Regions from separate parts of the Sus scrofa genome. Here region 2 is linked to region 1. The links are chromatin contacts, called in public targeted proximity ligation maps. All regions are on one chromosome and are shown on one strand. The core of a region is the stretch at or near the end of the contact, and the rest is flanking DNA. Distances in the headings are between cores, read along the strand shown. Region 1 overlaps SPIDR (DNA repair-scaffolding protein). Region 2 overlaps SPIDR (DNA repair-scaffolding protein).

What was found.
Region 2: a contact with region 1 is called in a targeted proximity ligation map of skeletal muscle. A contact is called at or near these places in 2 of 2 datasets of targeted methods (alveolar macrophages and skeletal muscle).

Annotation. Positions count from the first base shown.
Region 1 is chr4:79,907,091-79,909,660 of Sscrofa11.1, forward strand. All of the region lies in intron 11 of SPIDR (DNA repair-scaffolding protein), which reads right to left. Among named protein-coding and RNA genes, the nearest start is that of CEBPD, 36 kb to the left of the region's middle.
Region 2 is chr4:80,142,167-80,144,736 of Sscrofa11.1, forward strand. The region is part of intron 5 of SPIDR (DNA repair-scaffolding protein); the gene reads right to left. Among named protein-coding and RNA genes, the nearest start is that of SPIDR, 47 kb to the right of the region's middle.

The DNA of each region.
Region 1 (2,570 bases), core at 46-2,545:
TATTTCTCCTAAAATTAAAATGTGTAAGACTCTCTATATTTAAGAAGGCACTTAACGAAAGCATATTTTAAAAATCCGTATTTCATATTTGAGGTTAACAAGGAACACTCCACTTAGTTTCTGAATCACATGTCCCCATAATAATAGCCACTGCCACAGGCTATTATCTTGAGAGAGGGAGAAAAAGAACATATTGATAATGTGACATGTTTATAACAGCAATTAATCCTCAATAATTGCAAACCACGAAGCCCTGGGAGCTGAGTGGGAAGTTACAGTGGCTCCGACCCACCCAGCTCCCAGTTTTGAACAGAACAGTCCCACCACATGGATTTGTTATTAAAATGGAACTTTCTTTTTGGATTTCTATTTTTTAAAAGCTCAAAAGTTTTAAAACTACCGGTCCCCTGCTGGTAGATAATTATGATTTTTGTGAGAATGGTGGGGGGATGGGGGGAGTGTTGAGATTTCTAAGAGAAGGAAAGAATGAAAAAAAAAAAAATCCTGTTCACTTACTGAATTCTAGACTTACTATTGTGTGCAGGTAAATTCACCAGATAAATTCCTAACCTGGAGGGGTAGGGAGCAGTTGTTTTTAATGTTCTTGCATCAGTTGATATTTCTTCTGGTGTCTCCAATCCCTGTTTTAACTACAATCTCTGTATTTTCAACTCCACTGGCTTCATTAACCATTCTCTATCATTATTATCATATAACTGACAAGGCTAGCAATTTCCAAGTGGGTTTAATTCCTTTCCTGGAAAGAAATAGAACACTTCCAACTCTAGTTATCATCCTTCTGGATTACTCATCTTTCTCTTCCCATTTTGTTTGTAAAAATAAGACAATAAAGACATAGATCAATGCTGGCCAGAGTTCTACTTCTGAAGTTTTGGTGTTGTCTTTTAACAGCAAGTCCCCTGGCACAAGCTGGGCTGACACAGCTAAATCCCCCCGATGTAACTGGTGCTATTCTGTCTCTCGATCATGGCAGGGAAGGTGGTGGAGCAAGGGGAATGATCAGAGCCGCTTCTGAGACTGCTACTAAAAGTTCTGTTATGTTTTTATATGACCAAGAACTACTGTGACAGTTTTGGTTCAGACGTCATCATTTTTCGTCAGGTTTTTACTGAACACTCTGTTAACTGCTACAGAGGACATGACAATAAATAACACTTGGCCTCAGCACGGCAGGCTATTTTTTGTCAAAAGATAACAGGAATGAATTTACGGTGTCTGCCTGGAAACTGGATGAACCTACAAGCCCCACCCACCCAGCAAAAATCTTAGTAGACTCTCAGGGCTTCCCTGCTGGAAGCTCAGCAGTCTGAAAACTCGACTGTGACTCCAGCTCTGAGGCTACACTCGGGTGCTGTGTTAACGGACAAGTGGAGAGAGACATGCAAAGGCCAGCGAGAGCAAAGCCTCTTTACCTAACTGATGACGCGGTAAGTGCATCTTTATTAAAGAGTTTTTCGAAACACTACTAGGGCAGTAAACTTGACAATGGTTAATGCTTGGCTTACACAGTTCAAACGACTCTTTCAGGTGGTTTGTGGTTCTTGCTCCTCCTCTTCCTGTGATCAACCTGATGGGTGCGTGGAGCCTTTTTTCTAATCTGCTGTTTTTCCCCTTCAGATGCTTTACTCAGTGTCTCTATCACTGATTATACAGATAGATATGTAATATTTTCCTCTTAAGGAGTGTTCATTGAAAAGATAAAGGTAATGACTGATTTAGAGGGGTAGCCATTTTACTAAACAAATCTGTCCTAAATGGTTAAGGTTAAATAATTGTCATGTCCTTTCTGAGCCTCTATTTCCCAGTTGGTCTTTTTGAGCTATGTGAAATTATGCCCAGAAGTTTCATTTAGAAACTGTTCTTCTCCAACTGGACTTATGAAACACTATAGCTGTTTTCATAACTCAGTGTAAACACTTTTTAGGCAATCAGTTCATTTCCCCCCCAACTTGTAAAAACCCACAAAATTAATGTAAATCAATAATTAGCCACATTAAAGTGCATAGTTCTGTGATACTTTGCACATTCACAATGTCATCTGGCCCCTGTACCCGTCAGTAGTCACTTCTGCTCCCTCCTCCCAGAACCAGCAAACTGCATTCTGTCTGTTTGTTTCATATAAATAGGTTCCTACAACCTGTGATCCTATGTGGGACTATTTCGCTCAGCATCATGTTTTACATGGATCTGTGCTTCATTTCATTCAGTCAGTTCTTTGAGCATCCTTGGTTTTAGGAGTTGGCACCTTCTCTTTCAGTGACATTTTATTCTCCTTCCAGAAACTTGGGTGGTTTTCATTTTTCAAAATGATGAAAGAATTCTTAGGCATGTCCCTTAAAAGAGGGTTTCCAACCACAGCAAGGAGCAAAGAGATTCTGGACATCAAACCCCAAGGGAACTTGGGGTAATCTTTTTGAAGAGGGTAGTCTTTTTGAAGAGGGGAAATCAAAGGAAGGAAATTGCCACTGAAGTTTCTTCCCCCAGGAGAGCTCTCGCCACTGCTTATTTCCTGTTAAGGGAGCATCTGAGATGATTCCTTAATAACGACC
Region 2 (2,570 bases), core at 30-2,529, 240 kb after region 1:
AAAATACTTAATATTGGAGTTCCCATCCAGGCACAGCAGAAATGAATCCGACTAGAAACCATGAGGTTGCGGGTTCCATCCCTGGCCTTGCTCAGTGGGTTAAGGATCTGGCATTGCCGTGAGCTGTGGTATAGGTCACAGATGTGGCTTGGATCCAGCGTTGCTGTGGCGTAGGCCGGCAGCTGTAGCTCCGATGAGAATCCTAGCCTGGGAACCTCAAAAAAAAAAAAAAAAAAAAAAACCTTAATATCATTCAAAGGTCCTTGGTAAAGTGATAAATTAGTATTTTTGCCAAGATTTGATGGGAAAAAAATTTCTTCTGTTCAAGCTTTATTGAAAGCCCAGCCAAAATAACCCATGCAGAAAAATACCCCAAAGAAATGTTTATATTATAGCTTTTGATAACATGTTTGGTTTTAAATCCTTAATATTAAGTCTATAAAAGCACTTTTGTGACTTATTTGCTTCATTTGATTATTTTTTATGATATGAAATAGATTCCCAGACCTAAATACCCATCATCACAAGTCTGACCTGTAACATGACCGTTACCCATTAACTGACCAGGCTGTTAGTACTTGGTGAGCAGCTGAGGACAAGGCATCAAATTCCAGAAAGGCATTAATGAATAAGACAGTGATTGATCACAAAAAAAGAAATATTACTGGACTTTAGCCAAAAAAAATCACATATTAATACAGACACCAATACAAGCCTTCTTTAAAACTTTTATCAGTATCAACACAAACTTAATCAGCTTAAACACTGCAATGAATAGGGAAAAATGTTATCTTCTGCAATGAATAGGGAAAAACATATCTTACCTTATAACTAGTGAGCTATAAGATATGGTTGCTCATTTACATATATGCAAATTTAGTATTTTTAGAAAAATTTATTTACACATGTATAATTTTCAGGCAAAACTGATCCAACCTTTAGCTTTATGCATACTTACTGCATTTTTTTTTTTTTTTTACTTACTGCATTTTTAATACAACAGAGGCAATACATTTCTGTAACTGGAAAACAAAGATGGTAAGTGAGGAAAAAACCAAGACCCTAAGAAAGAACCATTCATTCCAACGCATGAAAGGATGAATAAAAGCCTTAAAGATGGATATATCTTGACAGTCTTTTTCTTACTTCTAATTGATCTTTTCTAGCTTTAATTTGCATATGTGACTGAGAGAAGCACTTTCTGACTACTGTGTGTTTTCTTCAGTGGTATAAAGCAATACAGCACATAACACCAGAGTGCATGTAGTGCCTACTAGATTCTCCTCTGGCATGGTTCAGAGAGCAGTGAAATTTTACCAATTCAGGCGTGGAGAGTCAACAAGCAGGCAAGGTGACATCAAAAGCAATGTTTGTATATGAAGCCATAAAAACTATATTCTTGAAAGACAAAAGTATTAATAATCTTATTTAAAACAATTAATTCTCCAGACCCACCTAACATGACAAGACAAGAGGAGTGTTTCTCACTCAGTTCAGAACCTACACTGAAACTCATCTGAATGAACTTGACCCTGGGTGGCAGCAAGCCAGAAATCTTCGTCACTGAATGACTTAACAGAACACTGTGTTCTTGGCACAAGCACAAGAAAAGGTGTTGAAATTCATGCTAAAAAGAATCTCAGCTTTCATTTTAAATAAGTTTTTTAAATATGATGATAAAAGATACTTTATATAAGGACTTTTCACTGTTTGGTATATTTTTAAATCAGGTAATTTTTTTACTCCTACTCCATCTGGTTCACTTTCAATACTTCCTGGAACAATCAAGAAAATCCCCCTTCCCCGGTCCCCAGCACTGTGATTCCCTGCTCTGGCCCTCCCCTGTACCTCCTCCTCTAAGGATATACCTGGAAAATTCCAATGTGCCCTGCACTGGCATGGTAGGGAGGGACAGCAAGTAAAGCCAGAAACAATGTATTGACTCACTTCCGCAGAGAGCCCTGGAGAAAAATGTGGGCCATAGATTAGTCCTCTCACGCAATGCAGTTAGAACAGGCAAGAGGTAGTAAAGTTATGTCATTCTCATACAGGTTACGTTAACTTATCCACAAAGCTAAGATGCAAATGAGAAGGCAAGGAAAACACAATTTAGCAGAGTCTATTTACTTTCTTCGAGAAAAAAAAGACACTAGTCTTTTCTCTTAGTTTTTGCCATCCTCTTCTCCCACTCCAGAAATGCCATCCTTGGTATAACACTAGGGTAGCTCATCCTCATGAACTACTGCATTTACAATCCTTCCTACTCTGGGGGAAACCCACACAAGTCCTAGAGTGCTCAGAGTGAACAAGATTCAAACAACAAATATTCTGCAGTCTACACCGGCAGAAATTGACAACGAAACGACAGATGTTTGTTTACTCACCCTTAAACCCTTTAAGTTTTAGTCTTAATTCTTTACTTAGCCTTAATTCTTTTTCAGATTTCTCATATCAGCACATATTCAATGTCTAGGTCAAAGCAAACAGGCATATAAAGCCTCTAACTCTGATACTGACACTGTTGTGCCTAGACTCCAGAAAAAGACCGAACCACATAGTCAAAGGATTGT